Linked DNA regions of Mus musculus: region 1 is linked to region 2. Evidence: chromatin contacts called from public ChIA-PET data. All regions are on one chromosome and are shown on one strand. The core of a region is the stretch at or near the end of the contact, and the rest is flanking DNA. Distances in the headings are between cores, read along the strand shown.

Region 1 (5,806 bases), core at 714-3,213, 790 kb after region 2:
GGTCTTGCTGGTACCAGTTCCTTCTGGTGATGGGGCAGGCAGATGTGTCCTCCTCCCCTCTGATCCTGTAAAGTACTTTTCCTCCACCTATAATGCATTGTACAGTTTCACATTGTGCATGTGAAAATACAGTAAAGAAAAATAATTTAAAATAAGATCATAAGGCATTTTGAAGATGATGTCTTGTACTTGCTGGTTTTGTATTTCAACTTAAAATCAGCTGCAGTTATTACAGAGAAAGGAACTTCAGCTGAGGAAATGCCTCTAGCAGACCCAGATGTAAGGCGTTTTCTCAGTTAGGGTTCAAGAGGGGAGGTCCCAACAATTACAACACAGAACTTACTTAATGCATTTGGAAGATTCTATTGTAAGCAACATTCTTGTTTTCTTCTTTAAAACACACCTTTACTGCATAAGATGTTTAAAGCTAAGAGTACACGGGAACACTAAAACAAACACTTCTTGTTATTAGCACAGAGAGGAACACTCAGACATTCACGTTGTACTGTGTTTTGTGTAGCATCTATGTTAAAGTACTTTTCTTCCAGCTATATCAAATTGTACAATTTTCTGTGAAATGTGCACGTGAAAATACATTAAAGTAATGACATACAGTGTTGCAGACTAAAGAAAATCCAATAAGAATAAGAACTGTTTAATGCCTTTTGAACATGACGTCTACTGTGAGAAGATTTTCTGTTTTCTTCTTAACAACATTAATTTACCACCTAAGATGTACTCAGGAACACTTAAAAAAAACACTCTTCTCGTTATTAGCACACAGAGGAACATGCATTCATTCACGTTGTACTGTGTTTTCTCTAGCGTCTATGTTAAAGAACTTTTTTTTTCCAGCGGTAGATCATTTTACAGTTTTCTGTGAAATGTGTATGCAAAAATATATGAAAGTAATGACATAAAGTACCCCATATAAAGTAAATTAATTATAAATAAGAATGTTATGCAATTTGAATATGACATCTATTGTGAGTAAAATTCTTGTTTTCTTCTTAACAACACACCTTTACCTCCTATGATGTTTAAGCTAAGTATATATGGGAGTTCTAAACTAAACACCCTTCTGATTTCTAGCACAGCGCAGAATACACAGGCATTCACATTGTACTGTGTTTTGTGTAGCATCTATGTTAAAGTACTTTTTTAAAGCTATAACGCATTGGACAATTTTCTGTGAAATGGGCATGTAAAAAAACAATAAAGTAATGACATACAGTGTTGCAGACTAAAATGCAAGTAAGAACTTACTTAATGGAGAGCGAAACCAATGCCTGGCTGGGAGCAGCCGCCACGGAGGTCTTTGGCCAATATCGATTCCACCTGTCCACAAACATGGGGAATATCTTTGCAAACCTCTTCAAGGGCCTTTTTGGCAAAAAAGAAATGCACATTCTTATGGTGGGCCTGGATGCTGCAGGGAAGACAACAATTCTATACAAACTGAAGCTGCGCGAAATTGTGACCACCATTCCCACTATTGGTTTCAATACAAGAATACAAGAATATCAGCTTCACTGTGTGGGATGTGGGCGGCCAGGACAAGATCCCGCCGCTGTGGCGCCACTACTTCCAGAACACCCAAGGCTTGATCTTCGTAGTGGACAGCAATGACAGAGAGCGTGTGAACGAGGCCTGTGAAGAGCTCATGAGGATGCTAGCTGAAGATGAGCTCCGAGATGCTGTTCTCTTGGTGTTTGCCAGCAAGCAGAACCTCCCCAATGCCGTGAAAGCGGCCAAAATCACAGCGGTCACAAGCTGGGGCTGCACTCTCTACGCCACAGGAACTGGTACATTCAGGCCACCTGTGCCACCAGCGGGGACAGGCTCTATGAAGGACTAGATTGGCTGTCTAATCAGCTCCGGAACCAGAAGTGAACCAGACCCCCTCCATCCCCCTCACTTCCTCTTCTCTGCCCTCAGCTTTCCTCTCATGTGGCAAACGTGCAACTCTGTGGTCCTAAGTGCCAGAAGCTGTCTCCATGGGTTGGTCACATTGTGCATCGCACCGTGCTGTACATGTGCAGACGCAGCCTGCAGCCAGGTTTTTATTTAATGTAAATAGTTTCTGTTTCCACTGAGGCAGTTTCTGGTACTCCTATGCAATATTACTTAGCTTTTTTATTGTAAAAAGAGAATCAACTCACTGTCAGTACTGAGAAGGGATTTGGGTGTAGGGGCACCTGGCCTCCGGGAGCCATTGGGCTGTAAACTGGTGTCGGTATCCATTTGGTGGTTGGTTTTTAACCCAAACTCAGTGCATTTTTTTAAAAAAATAGTTAAAAATTCAGGACAAGAACACTTGAACACACAGAACGGAGACTATGCCTAGTGTAGGTTTTGCAGTTAATGGCCTGAATGCTAGTTATCAGATCACCTGTCTCGCTGTGGGAACAGGAGAGAAGGTGACAAACAAACCATCATCCGCCGCATGGTCACAGTAGAGCCCCCGTGACTCGCATGTCTTTGGGTCACCTGCATTCCATAGCATTGTGCTTGTACTTGTGCTCACACGATTACGTAGGGTAGGCTGGGAGCCATTGTGGGGTGCAGGGCCTGGCTTGTACTTGGTGTGTGCAAGGCCCAGTGGCAGCCTGCATACCCAGCCTACTCTTGGGCCCACTTGGACGCGCTGGCAGGAGGCCTGGGTCTCACCAGCAGGAGTGCGTGCAAGGTGGGAGGGTCGGCCCATTACAGACCCACATCCTGGAGCACCCCCATCTCCATGTGTGAAGTAGCTTCCTCCCTCAGCCTGCAAGGGTCCGATTTGCCATCGAAAGACGACCTCTACTTTTTTCTTTTGCATTTTGATAAACACTGAAGAAGCTGGAGCTGTTAAATTTATCTTGGGGAAATCTCAGAACTGGTTTATTTGGTGTCGTGGAACCTCTTACCGCTTTCAATACACAATTAGTAATCAACTGTTTTGTATACTTGTTTTCAGTTTTCATTTCTACAAGCACTGTAATTATAGCTGTTAGAATAAAGTCTCTTAACTATTAAAAAAAAAGAACTTACTTAATGTGTGTTGAACATGACATGTCTTGTGAGAAACCTTGTTTTCTTTTTTAAAAACACACCTTTATTGCCTAAGATATTCAAAGCTAACTGTACACGGGAACTCTGGATATCTCTAGTGCTAGCTGCACTCACTGTCTCTGCCTGGGGCCTGTCCCTCCGGTTATCTTGTTTGTGTCAGGACTCCTCAGGGTCCAGTTGTCTCTGTGATCCTGTGATCCTGAGATCCTGGGTATAAGAGCTCCTGGGAGTCAAGCTGCCTCTGGGATGCTGACGTCATGGTGTGACAAAGCTCCTGAGATCCTGTGATCCTGTGACCCTATGATCTTATGATCCTGGGTTGTGTGAGAGCACCTGGAAGTCCAGCTTCCTCTGTGTGCTATGTTCCTGGCATGTTAGAGCTCCTGGGGGTCCAGGTTCCTCTGGGTGCTGTCTTGTTGTCTTCTTAGAAATACATGTTTACTACCTAAGATATTTGAAAGTAACTGTACCTGGGAATATTTAAAGAAACACTCCCTGATTTTTAGCACTGACAGGAACATACAGGCATGCATATTGTGTTGTGATTTATGTAGCATTTATGTTAAATTACTTTTTTTTTCAACTATAATGAATTGTATGGTTTTCTGCAAAGTGCATAAATGAAAATACAGGAAAATAGTGACAAATTATATTACCATACTGAAGTAAATCCGTTAGAAAGCAGAACTTAGCCAGTTCCCACCTGTGCTTGCCAGGAGCAGAGACCCATCCCCACACATCCCACACCCCAGAAGCAGCTCGACTTCTCAGGTATGCAGACACATTCAGCTTCATAGCTGAGACTTTATACCCTGCCCCGAGACCTGGCTTATCAAGATCCCTGTGACCTGGGGAAGCAGATTCCCTGCCCAGTCAGAGTCACAGGCACCTTCTGCTTCCCAGCTCTGCTTGCTGGTAGCAGAGACCTGATCCCACAGAGCACAAACACCAGTGGCAGCTGGACTCCCCCAGGATCACAGAATGGACAGGCCCCAGTAAGAGACGAGGAACCCAGATAACAACAGAGATAACCAGATGGTGAGAGGCAAGCATAAGAACATAAACAAAAGACATCAATTTGGCTTGGCAACATCAGAACTCAGTTATCCCACTACAGCAAGTCCTGGGTACCCACACACACCCTTAAAACAAGATTGAGATCTAAACTCTCATTTCATGAAGATGATAGAAGGCTTTAAGAAGGACATAAATAGCTGCCTTAAAGAAACACAGAAGAACACAGGTAAACAGCTAAAAGCCCTTAAGGAGGAAACACATAAATCCCTTAAAGAAATACAGGAGAATGCAATAGACAGGTGAAGGAATTGAACAAAACCATTTAGGATCTAAAAGTGGAAATAGAATCATTAAAGAAAACTCAAAGGGGAAATGGAAAACCTAGGAAAGAGTACAGGAGTCACAGATACAAGCATCACCAGCAGAATACAAGAGGTACGACACCCTTTAAATAAATATATATATATATATATATATATATATATATATATATATATATATATATATAAATCACATATATAAAAAATACCTTGGTGTAACTCTAACTAAGCAAGTGAAAGATCTGTATGGCAACAACTTCAAGTTTCTGAAGAAAGAATTTGAAGAAATGGAAAGAACTCACATGATCGTGGATTGGCAGGATTAATATAGTAAAAATGGCCATTTTACCAAAAGCAACCTACAGATTCAATGTAATTCCCATCAAAATTCCATCTCAATTCTTCATAGACTTAGAAAGAACATTCTCAAATGCATTTGGGATAACAACAACAACAACAAAAACAGAATAGTGAAAATTATTCTCAACAATAAAATCTTCTGGGGGCATCACCATCCCTGACCTCAAGCTATACTACAGAGCAATAGTGACTAAAAGCTGCATGGTATTGGTACAGAAACAGGCAAGCAGATCAATGGAATAGAATTGAAGACCCAAACATGAACCCACATACTTATTTTTTTTAAGATTTATTTATTTATTATATGTAAGTACACTGTAGCTGTCTTCAGACACTCCAGAAGAGGGCGTCAGATCATGTTACAGATGGTTGTGAGCCACCATGTGGTTGCTGGGATTTGAACTTCGGACCTTCGGAAGAGCAGTCGGGTGCTCTTACCCACTGAGCCATTTCACCAGCCCAAAAACCCACATACTTATGGTCACTTGATCTTTAACAAAGAAGCTAAAACCATTCATTGGAAAAAAGACAGCATTTTCAACAAATGGTGCTGGTTCAACTGGAGGTCTGCATGTAGAAGAAAGCCAATTACTCCACAACTATCTCCTTGCATCAAGCTCAAATCCAAGTGGATCAAGGACCTCCACATAAAACCAGATACACTGAATCTAAAAGAACAGAAAGTGGGGAAGATCCTAGAATACTTGGTCACAGGGGAAAACTTCCTCAACAGAACACCAATGGATTATTCTTTGAGAGAAACAATTGACAAATGGGACCTCATAAAATTGAAAAGCTCCCAGCACTTGGGAGGCAGAGGCAGGTGGATTTCTGAGTTCGAGGCCAGCCTGGCCTACAGAGTGAGTTCCAGGACAGCCAGAGCTACACAGAGAAGCCCTGTCTCAAAAAAACAAAAAAACAAAAACCAAAAAACAAACTAACAAAAAAAGTGACAACCCACAGATTGGAAGAGGATATTTACCAACCCTACATCTGATAGAGGGCTAATCTCCAAAAAGAACTCAAGAAGGCAGACTCAGAGAACCAAAGAATCC
Region 2 (5,970 bases), core at 3,026-5,525:
GGTGGCGCACTCACAGAGTGAGTTCCAGGACAGCCAGGGTTACACAGAGAAACCCTGTCTCAAAACAAACAGACAGACAAACAAACAAACCCAACTTTGTGTAACTTTGCTTAACCTGGTCTTTAAAAGTGATGTCCTACATGTTAAGTGGCAGCTAATGCAGCTAATGTGTTTAAAATAGTCTTTTTTTTTTTTTTTTTTTTTTGGTTTTTCAAGACAGGGTTTCTCTGTGTAGCCCTGGCTGTCCTGGAACTCACTTCGTAGACCAGGCTGGCCTTGAACTCAGAAATCCAGCTGCCTCTGCCTCCCAAGTGCTGGGATTAAAGGCGTGCGCCACCACTGCCCAGCAAGTTTTATGCTTTAAAATTAAACATAGCTTATGATATTTTTAAGAGATTTTATTTGTATAATATTAGATCATTTAATACTACATATACACACATATTCATGTACTGATATCTTAGCTCTAGCACAATAACAATTTCAGTTATTATTCAAATCGCTGATTTCCTGAGCAGCTCCTTCATGCAAGTGCTGTGTCAGAGGCTAAGTCAGACTCTGTCTTAGAGAGTTTACTGATTTGAAAACCACTAAATTAGAGAGATAGATTTAAAAAATACCTAGTCAAATGACAAGGTTAAAAAGTAACATAGTGTGCTTTAGAGGTTTAGTGATAATGGAGCCCAGGTAGGAGGCGCCTAAGAATCATTCATACAAACCTAATAGTTCTTGCTGTGTGGCAGGGACTGTTCTGAGGGCTGACAAGCCAGAGAGAGAAAGAGGTGACCTGGGAGAAAAGACCCTTGATCTGAATGTAGGCATGTCCCCAAATCCCTGCAGAAACAGGTACCTCTGGATAACAGGATTAAGAGGCAAATCCTTTAGGATAAAGCCCATAGGCAGGATTATCAATGAAGTGAAGTCCTTTACCTCTTTGCTATGTGCCGTATAAGGCCACAGTGAGAAGTCTCCCTCTCTGTGGAGTTGTAGCTGGGCTCGCCCAGATTCCAAGACTGTGAGGACTGTCTCTGCGATCTGAAGCCGCCTAGTTAGTACTCATCAGTGTGTCTGCATACACGAAGGCACTGGGGTTACAATAAGTAAATGCATCCTCACCATGTGTTGAGGAGTGAGAAACTTCACCATTACAATTAATAGTGTTATAACTATTAATAGCTAAGAGCACCAATACAGAATGTGAATTGATGCTTCTTGCCTTAAGCTCAGATATATTGCTGACAAATAACACCAATTTGTAGGGGAAATGCTAGCTGTTCTTCCAGAGGACCCAGGTTCCATTTCTAGCATTTACATGGCCACTAACAACTTCCTCTAACTCCAGTTTCAAGAAATCCAGTGCGCAATTCTGGCCTCCGTGGACACCAGGTGCATACAAAGTGCACAGGCAACAATGCAGACCAAATATCCAAACACTAAATAAATACATACATACATACATACATAAATGATGGGTACATTTATAGCATACCTTAAGTATTACTTTACAAAGAGAATTAATACCCAAAGTCCTTAGTGAATATTTTTCTCCTGAGTTATTCATCCTACAAACATTTTTATTTATTATTTTTGTTTTGAGTCAAGGTTTCACTATGTAACCCAGACTTGCCTCAAACTCAGCTAGTATTAAAGGCATATACCATCATCCTGGCCCCCAAAACCCATTGAGTACAAACAAAATACAGCATGATGTGTACTGGTGAACCTGGTGAGGGAGTGAATTGAGATTCAGGGAACTTGACTCCTTCACCATCTTGTAAGATGACATGTGGCTCAGTGCTAGTCAGTTCCCCCATGTCTCTGTTCACTAGAGTTGCCAAATCAGAATATTAATGAATAAAATCTTCTTTCTGTTTGAAGCGCCTATTGTGTTATACTGACAATGCTCTCAATAAGATGCCAGTGGCATCAGGTCCTCATGGCCTGAGGTAGGCATTTTCCACTCTGGTAGCTAGTTTTCAGTCTTTGGGTTCCTGGCTCCCAGGTTGGGAGTTTTGGTGTTATTATATGGTGTGGGTGAACTCTCTCGAAGCAGCCCTTCTACCTAGACATATTTGAAGTATGAGTCTAAAATTTCCCCAGAGCTCCACTCAGTAGAGGCTCTGTCCAGGAAGAAGTAGGCAGGCATTGTCAGCAAAGTCCCCTTTCCCTTGGGAGTAGGATGGATATTCATATATCCACTTTAGTTTATATCCATCTTTACATCCATAGAACTCATTACAGTTCTTTCACTCTCAGTCTTGGTTTTTGTGTGTGTCCATGTGTGTGTGTCCGTGTGTGTGTGTGTCCAAAACTACAGTTTTTTTTTCCTCCTCAGAGTCACCTAATGCATTTATTTTAGGTCAGGGTATGCTTTGAGTACTACATGGATAGAGGGAGTAAAAACAGACAGATCTTACCTGTCACAATTTTCTGCAGATGAAGAGTCTAAAGTGTCAGCTTGAGTGCTGAGTCCAAAAAGCCACAAAGACAAGTAGTGGAGCAAGTACTTGGGACCACATTTCCAGACATGAAACTGGCTGCTTCAGACACCACCTTCTTGCTACTTCTCTCCCTTGATGTCAATCAACAGGGTACAAATGTCCAGGTGGAAGCAACTGGAGAAGCATTTGACATATTTTAGGTGCAATCTTTACAACAGGGTGAGACAAGAATAATTTTATCTCAGAGATTAAAAAGCTCTAAGGGAGAGGAATCGGGCCCTCAGTGGTCCTGGGAATCATCCATACCTGGGCTACTTAAAAACTGACCCCCTTGCCCCTTCTTAGAGTTCTATGATCAGTAACTTTCTAATATCCCTCAGTGCTTCACAAGTACACATACCTCATGTATAATCCTTATTTCAATTATTCTTCAGCAGTTTCCTGAAGAAACTGGCGTGAGACCAGCTCAGCTTACCCAGTGAAAACTGGGTTTGGTTGTAAGTTCAAGTTTCCTGCAAAACAGCTACTCTAGCAACTAGTATAACCTTATAGTGAAGGAAATGGAGCCAATGATGCCATCCATGCCAGACTCATTATTATACGACAATATAAAGGTTAATTTGAATATATACTAGCACAATAATGTTACAAAGCTAAGGCATTTAATCCCATTTGAGAACATTTGGCCCAGCTTTAAGACTTGTCCTTTCAGGGAAGGTCACTTAGATCAGCTTTCCAAACACAAAAATAAAAGGACTGGATTGAATATTTTTAAGCACTAACATTAAAATTTCCTCCCAGCTCTGTAATTGTTTCTTCCCTGAAAGCATCACATAAACTGGAAAATTTTACAAGATGTCTCTCATTACTAATTTAACATCTCATTTATTTTTCAGCACTCTTTCAAGCATATTTTTGGTAGACTCCTAGTAGTTCATATTTTCATAAACAATGCAACAGTTTCCAATAAAACGATACATTATAGAGCATACAAACTATGCTCTCATAACAGGTATGAAGTACAACCTTTTAATGTGCAAAAACTTGAGGACTCTGTCTCCTATGAATGATGAAAGAGATTTCTCACACAAATACTAGAATATAGTTGAAGCCTACAATATTTTGTTAAAGTAAAAACCACGACTTCATTGTAATTATTAGTAAGCGCAAAGGCAGTTTGCTTGGTTCCTGTCACTGCCAGTCTGTGATCTCCAATTATCCGTCCTATTGCTCATTTTCCTCATACCAGAAACAAGCATTCTAGTAGCACATCAGGCTGATCTGGGGAGTAGTGTAACAGTCGCTGGACTGGCGCTACTACTTTCTCTTATTATTTCCCACACGTAAGCTGGTCGGTTTAAAGATCTTTCCAGGGAACAATACTTGATGCTTACCATGTCCGAGGAGAGGGGATTACAGAGTGTTATTTGGGCTTACTTTATGTAGAAGGGAGATTAGGCAATAAACGATTGAGACATTGTAAAAAGCGAAAAGAAGCATGGCTTCAGACATGACAATGCCATCTGGGGTCACAGCTGTCTGCCCTCTTGTTCCATTCTGTCTCTCCACGCAGTCGGGAGAATCCCTGAGGCCTCTGCCATGGGACGTCACAGGGGGCGGGACCAATGGCGGCCAGCTCGCGTTGCTTAGCCTCCGGTGCTTTCGGCGCAGCCCGGGCAGGACTCTGCTCCGCTCTCAGTCCCAGTTCGTCCTCTTGGCTGAGGTGCGTCAGCCGAGTCGGCCAGCCATAAACTCTACTCTCTGGGAAAAGCATCGCGTCTCGGGCGCGCTGAGTGACACCAGAGTCCCGCCCCCTCACGTCACTTCCGCGACGCTTCCGCCGCAGTGCCTTGTGGGAGGCCGGCCAGGGGGTCTCCTGGCGACAACCATGGCGGGGGATGTGGGCGGTCGCAGCTGTACGGACGCGGAGCTGCTGCTGCACCCTGAGCTGCTATCCCAGGAGTTCCTCCTCCTCACCCTGGAGCAGGTGGGGCGCTCGGGCCGACCGAGGACGGACGGGCAGCCGGGGACAGGCAGGCCTGCGGGAGGCTCGTGGCCGCTCCCCGCCCACACTGATCGGATGGGGCTTGCCTCCCTTGATCCCCAAAGGAAGCCTCCAGAGAGTGACTGGAACCCCCGGGAAATCCTCTAGAGCTCGGAAAGGGTGTGACAGACGACCTCCGCTGCCTGTGTGCAAGCAACGGCCTGCGGAAGAGATAGACTAGAAGAACAGACCGGGAGGGAAGAAGTCTGGGGCAATCAGGGCTGGATCCAAAACATCTGAAAATTAGTCTGTTAGGTAGCTTCTCGCCTCTCTTAGAGACAGACACTCGGGTCTCAGAGAGATGGACCTACTTCTTAAGATCATTATCAGGACACAGTAACCGTTTGGAGAACTTAAAGCACCTAGCTTTCCAGGTGGTGCATGCACCCCCCCCCGCCCCCCGCCGCCCCTGCGGTGTGACCTAAGATAATAGCAGATCATAAAAGAAAAGTGTGATGTTTTATTTAAAATGGCAGAACTGCTGAAAGTTTCTTTAGAGTTTTATGTGGCACGTTTTGTATTCCATGTGGTTTTGCCCCCCCAGTACCGTATCTTTCTCTAATTTCTTGAAGTTCTCAGTCACTATTTTAATAATGACTTTTAACCTGTGATTCTCAATCTTTTACTCACACCAGGATAATCAAAGGCTTACTAAAACATGTTATTGAGCCCCATCATCTGCTTCTCATTAAGTTCGTTCCAAATGTGCCCTGATACTGTATTTTAACGAGTTCTTGCTGATGACCCAAGGACAGCACTTGTAAGCACTGCTGCCAGAAGGCAGCCCCTTCAGTGCCATCCAAGCAGATGACATCCTCTGGGAATGTTGTCCAAGTGTATTCAGATACTCCCATCCCAGAGTAAATGCAAGTTGAAAGCCAGCAATATACTGTATGAAAGAGGAATAAGATGATTCAACAACTTAAAAATGAAATCAAACTAAACAGCTGGCATTGTTTTTGTTTTTTTTCCATTTTTGCAAAGCATACGTTTCCCCAATTTTTCCTGTGTGTTTTTGCAATATTGTGCTCCAAGATGTTGAGACAGAACTGGGATATGAGAGAGAATAAGTTATTTAAGTTATTTAGGCATATAAATATATATATAAATATGCCTAAATGGTTGGACTGTGAATTGAATGGTGAAAATGCGGTGGGGCAGACTGCTAATGGTCTATTGTTACTGTCATCAGAATGGAGAGTTAAGTTTTCTTCTGCAGTAGTGCTGTGTGTGTGTGTGTGTGTGTGTGTGTGTGTGTGTGTGTGTGTGTGTGTTTTGGAGGTGGGGGGGGGGTCTCCATAATAAAGCCAGTACTTGGTGTACTTAAGGCACTGGGTTCAGACACCAGCACCAAGACAAAACAAATTCAGGCACCCACCACATTAAAGGAAACATGAGACATAAACACAGACTGAGACTGAGCTCCTACTCCACCAGTGTAATGGTCCGACTCAGTAGCTGCTTTTTTTTAATCTGTTTTTCTCA

Evidence for each region. ChIA-PET counts read pairs in DNA pulled down with a chosen protein or histone mark.
Region 1: a contact with region 2 is called in an RNA polymerase II ChIA-PET map of memory CD8 T cells, with 18 read pairs. The contact joins the enhancer-like site here to the promoter of AI597479 in region 2. A contact is called at or near these places in 2 of 484 Hi-C or Micro-C datasets (CD4 T cells and CD8 T cells), 6 of 115 datasets of contacts at active chromatin or transcription factors (the 230-238 cell line, double positive thymocytes, large pre-B cells and 3 more) and 1 of 9 other capture datasets (macrophages).

What each region holds. Positions count from the first base shown.
Region 1 is chr1:43,886,703-43,892,508 of GRCm38.p6, forward strand. It overlaps the pseudogene Gm19587. Among named protein-coding and RNA genes, the nearest start is that of Tpp2, 44 kb to the right of the region's middle. Within about 2 kb of position 1,964, at least 31 of the 459 cell types and tissues checked have an H3K27ac peak or open chromatin away from gene starts, as enhancers often do. A contact at or near this core is called in CD8 T cells and memory CD8 T cells, where this site is marked.
Region 2 is chr1:43,094,435-43,100,404 of GRCm38.p6, forward strand. AI597479 (expressed sequence AI597479) reads left to right here and starts at 4,276. Exons shown (of 4, transcript NM_133818.1): 1 at 4,276-4,428. The coding sequence starts at 4,330. It also overlaps a transcript of Tgfbrap1 not described here.